2 separate regions of the Muntiacus reevesi genome follow, and region 1 is linked to region 2. Evidence: chromatin contacts called from public Hi-C data. All regions are on one chromosome and are shown on one strand. The core of a region is the stretch at or near the end of the contact, and the rest is flanking DNA. Distances in the headings are between cores, read along the strand shown. Region 1 holds the start of SSBP1 (single stranded DNA binding protein 1). Region 2 holds the start of AGK (acylglycerol kinase).

What was found. Hi-C and Micro-C count contacts between places; a contact is called where the count stands out from the background.
Region 1: a Hi-C map of muscle shows a contact between it and region 2, with 10 times the contacts expected there. The contact joins the promoter of SSBP1 here to the promoter of AGK in region 2. A contact is called at or near these places in 2 of 3 Hi-C or Micro-C datasets (blood and muscle).

The regions. Positions count from the first base shown.
Region 1 is chr6:99,518,091-99,520,790 of mMunRee1.1, reverse strand. SSBP1 (single stranded DNA binding protein 1) reads right to left here and starts at 1,374. Exons shown (of 8, transcript XM_065939589.1): 1 at 1,291-1,374; 2 at 548-614. The coding sequence starts at 571.
Region 2 is chr6:99,331,265-99,333,964 of mMunRee1.1, reverse strand. It overlaps AGK (acylglycerol kinase), which reads right to left and starts at 1,446. Exons shown (of 17, transcript XM_065938703.1): 1 at 1,405-1,446.

The sequences.
Region 1 (2,700 bases), core at 125-2,624, 190 kb before region 2:
TGATTTAAAAAAAAAAAAAAGCTGAAACAATTCTCATTGATTTTAGATCAATAAGGACTTTAAATGCTCTCTAACTGATCTCCATGCAAGTAACACGTTTTAAAAAGTAATTACTCTCATCACATATGTGAATAAACTAGAAACGTGGTGGTTTGTTGTTTTTTTTTTTTTTTTTTGCTTTAGTGAACATTATTTATTCAAGTGGTAAAGAATCTGCATCCCAATGCAGAAGATGCCAGAGATGCAGGTTCGATCTCTGGGTTGGGAAGATCCCCTGGAGCAGCAAATGGCCATCCACTCCAGTATTTTGCCTGGAGAAGCCCATGGACAGAGGAGCCTGGGTGGGCTACAGTCTATGGGGTAGCAAAGAGTCAGACACGACTGAGCTTACACCTACCACCAAAATCTGGCTCCAACCCTCATACCAACTAAGTACACATAAGATAGGTGGGCTCAAAGGACTTCTGCCTCTGCAGGCAAAACCCTAAAGAAATGTGATCACTATGGTTTATAGTAACACATCTCAACATTAACGTGAAGTGATTACCTGTACTACAGGTCTTCGAAACATGGCTTCTACTCTCTTTTCTTCCAATCTAATCTTTAGTCTTTTCCTGAAGAAAAAGAGATTATATCCTATAGCAAGAACACGAGTTCACTAAGTCCAAAATTCCTAAAGGCATTCAGGGCTTTTATGCAACCAACCTTGCGACCATAACATATCACGCCCCTGCACATTAGACAAGGATTTCCTCCCGCTCCCCAAAATCTCTCGTACCTGTTTTTTTGGTCCCCCTTAACTTCCTCTTCTTTTAACCCACATAAAAATTCTGATTCTACCCCAATTTCTATTCCACTGTTTTCTCACATTCAATTAAAACGCAAGTTTCCTTCTGGCAGAGATTCCTGCCTTATTTCTTCACGGTTACACCCAATACTTCTAAAACAGCTCCTAAGACAAAGTAAGAGCTCAGCAAATACTAAAATGTTATCATGGGGCTGCAATCTGGAACGTGCTGCCGCAAAAATTACTGCCTCCAATCCCGTCTGCAAAGAACAAGGCGATCCCTGGGCTTCTCCCTCTCACCGCTTAAATGTGCGGGTGCCCTTGCTCAAAGCTGACGCTCCCAAGCGACAACGTAAAGAGCCTGGGAGGTGCGACGATAGCAGAGGCCTCCGCGCGAAAAGAGGAGGTCTACACGCCGACAAAGCAACTCCTCCCGGGCCGCGAACAGCCGTACGCACACCTAACGCAAGACTCTGGCCTTCCGCCCTTCCTCCCGCCCTCACCTGAGGCTCTGGCCCGCACAGCCTCCAGGCAGGGAATCGCTTCCGGCTGCTGCCGGGACTCAAGGCTCGCGAGAAGGAAGAGCCGGAAAGTCCTCTGCGTGCATCGTGAAAATGCAGCCGGCCGGTGCTACGGGAAACACGCCTCCTTAACGCGGTAGTTCCGGGAGCCTCCTTCCGGACGGGAGCAATATATTAACACTGCCTATCGGCAAGCTAACCTGATTTTAACTTTTTAATGAAATGAAATTACTGTATTTGAAGAGCTTCCGGGATCCGCCCAGGACTCGGCAAGGTGAGCGAAAAAAAGGGTAGCTGCGCCTCTGGAAAAAACTAGAAAGGTTCAAGCCTCCCAAAGCAAGAAGAAAAAAACAGTAGCAACAAATAAAAATAAAACAGAAAAAGGAATGGGGAAAGAGCCGAAAGTGCACAATTTAAGGGTCACCAAAAAAAGGGGGGGGGGGGTATCAAAATAAATATTAGTGCAATATTTTTAAGTCAGAATTAAGGAACAAATCCATGAATAACATATAATTTGTATTAAATACAGTATATGAGCCAAGTAGATTCCTAAGGCACCAGGAAAAACGTGCGTGCCTATGTACAAGTTGTTATGTATTTGAACATTTCTTTCCCAGAACATTAAAATACTTGAAGAAATATTGAATATTTAAAAATTCAGTGTATTAAAACTCACAACACTGTTTTAAGATAAGTATTTTTTAATACCAAAAACAATTATAATTTTACCTTCCTACCTTGAATGGAAGTAAAACAATCGATAATATTTTCAAAAGCCTTTGATTACCTTATTTCCAATTGCAAGAATTTCCATCTCTGATAATTTTTCTCGAGGAAGTGGCATTCTTAATTAACTCAAGTTTACTGATCTTGACTTCATTTAGAATTCATTGTGGATTTCATTAATTTTAATAATTTTAAAATGAAATATTAGTCTTGAGTGTTGGGTTTCCTAGCCATCCCTTAAATTTTGTCTTGCACCCGCTAATCCTGGCCTTGGTGAGAGAGGGGAAAGAAGGCTGACAGATTGTAGGATACAGGCTGGGGGGCGCCTCCCCGGGCCTCTCCATCATCTGGTCCTGTCACTGTCCAACTTCTAGAAAACGTACACCCACATCATCCTAATCAGCAAATCTCCTCAGAACCCTACTTAAAACTCTTCAATAGCCCATTTTTGCCCTAAGAGGAAAAAATATCAACTATTTCATGTGATTTCCAACACATACCTTAACCCAGTCTTAACAGTATGACTTCCTTGTTGGTATATTTCATGATGCTTACCTGTTTTACTTCCACCTTCAACATGTTTTGTCCTGGAATCATACCATGTTAATTGCCTTCAGACCTTGCTCAGACATTAATCATCCTACATGCCTCTGTTTACTACTGTAA
Region 2 (2,700 bases), core at 197-2,696:
GTGAGAGAAGAGGTACCAAGCCAGGTTTGTACCTGGGCAACTTATTGAAGAACGATTTCAATCATGAGATCTGGGAAGTAGGTTCATGAAGAAAGGTGTTATATGTGGTGTAGGAGATGCTGAGTTTGAGATTCCCATGGGGGATCCAATGGAAATGATCAATGGGTATCTGGACTTAGCAGTTAGAAGCCAGGAGAAACTGGATAGAAGATATAGATTTGGGATTCAGTGTGAAGGAGGTCAAGATGGATTGCAGATAAAATACCCAGGGCAAGGACAGAAATTAGAGAACAATTTAAGAGTTTTAAGAGTCTGTTTTAAGGCCACCCATGACTCACTGGAACTGCCTGGCGTCACAAATGAATGGGTTTATGCATTATAAAACTAGTGCAGAAACATGCAAGCAGCCTAGAGCAGTGGAAAGGACACTGGTCTAAGACTGCGGCTTAGATTCAAGTCCTACTTTTGTCACTTATTGGCAGTGAGAGCCTGGGTAAGTCATTTAACCCGTCTCTTATGTTTTCATGAATAAATGCGGATCAGTTCAGTTCAGTCTCTCAGTTGTGTCCGATTCTTTGCGACCCCAAAATGAGGATACACCTGCTCTGATCAACTCATTTGGTGGTAAAGTTACCATTGTACCAGGTGTGGAAGCACTTTGTAAATATCTCCTTATTTAGGTCATCATCACAATATGCAACATATGAGTTACCAATGTATATGCTTTCTAAGTACCCAACAGAATTCCTATTCCCCAACCACAGTAAATATATATATATATATTTTATAAAAATAAATTTATTTTATTTTATAAAAAAATAAAAGTTGGCATATAATAGTCATTGGAGAAATAATGGTTGCACCGCTCATCCAAAAGGCATGTTTGCTTTTCCCCTAAGAACTCCCAAATTCCAATTGTATTCGACCCCCCTCACAAACGGTGGGGCTTTCCTTAGACGATGAACCCTCACAAAACAGGTTCTAACAAACAGAACCTAGTAACGCAGCTGAAATGAATGAATCAACCGACCAGAGACCAGTAACCCTATTTTGCAAATAAGTTAGCTGAATCGCTCTCTTCTCCCCACCCCACCCCCCACCTTACCCCCGTCCCCAAGAAAAGGAAAGGGTCGCACAAGTTAGCGACAGCTCTGGGGCCAGAGCCCAGGACACGTGCCTCCCGCAGGGGCAACAGGAACCCCGCCATCCGATGCTCGGAGCTCTCCCAGTGCCGCTCCGTCCGGCCCTCGCTCCCACACCCTCCGTCCGCAGCCGCGTTCCGACAGCGGCCACCTAGGCCCGGCCCCCGGGGCTCCGCCCCACACCCCCGAGTCCAGCGCGCCAGCGCTTGCACGGTCCCCGAAACCCGCTCCCGGCTCCCAGCGCCAGCACCGCCGCACTCACCACGGCCGGTCCCGCTCGCCGCCCAGCTTTTCCTGTGTGCTCCCTTAAGAGTCCCCCGCTCTTTGAAGGGAAACAGCTACCGCCGCCCTCGGGTTCCGCCGCGGGTTCCTGACGCGCAGGGAGGGCGCGGCCTGCAGGGGCCGCCGCCGCCAGGGGACTGCCTTCGGCTTTTGATCAAACATTTATTTGATCTCCATCCTTGCGGCTCAGACGGTAAAGCGTCTGCCTACAATGCGGGAGACCTGGGTTCAGTCCCTCTGTCGGGAAGATCTCCTGGAGAAGGAAATGGCAACCCACTCCAGTATTCTTGCCTGGAGAATCCCGTGGAACCGAGGAGCCTGGCGGGCCACAGTCCATGGGGTCCCAAAGAGTCGGACACGACTGAGCGACTTCACTCCTCACTCACTTATTCATCCATTCATCCTTACCACTTATCCCTCTGTCGCTCAACAATATTTTATGAGAAGCCTAAAAGGCAAGCACTGTTTTAGGGCCTGGCGCCCAATCAGAGAATTTTAGGCAGTGATATAAACCGCTCATTCATTATTAACATGAATTTGAGCAAACTCGGGGAGACAGTCGAGCGCAGAGGCGCCTGGCTGGCTGCAGTCCATGGGGTGGCGAAGAGTCCGACACGATTTAGCCACTAAACATGTACACAAGAAAATGAAAACAGGTGATCGAGAGTGGGTGGAGAAAACTATTTTAAGTTAGGCCTCTCCCGTTAAGGGGCAATTAATCTGAGACCTGAAGGTGAGAAGGAGCAGGTCAAGCAAGGTCCTCTTTTCTAGAGGAAAAGAGCCTGAGGAAGGGAACAATCAGGGCAAAAGCGGTAAAGTCTGAGGCAGTTTACCAAGTCAGGGGCCAGTGTGGGTGAAACAGAAAGAACTAAGGAGTAGGTGACAGGGTGAAGGCGGAAAGGTGGGCAAGACAGGCCAAGGTAGTAAGGAGCTCCGACGACGTTATAGACAACGGAATGGGAAGACCTGGAGGGTCAAGGGAATGACGTGATCTGATTTGCATTTTAAACACCTCTGGCCACAGTGTTCTGTTCAGTCACTCAGTCATGTCCTACTCTTTGTGACCCCATGGACTGCAGCACGCCAGACCTCCCTGTCCATCACCAACTCCCGGAGTTTACTCAAACTCATGTCCATTGAGTTGGTGATGCCATCCAATCATCTCATCCTCTGTCATCCCCTTCTCCTCCTGCCTTCAATCTTTCCCAGCATCAGATACAAATGAGTCAGTTCTTCGCATCGGGTGGCCAAGGTATTGGAGTTTCAACTTCAGCAT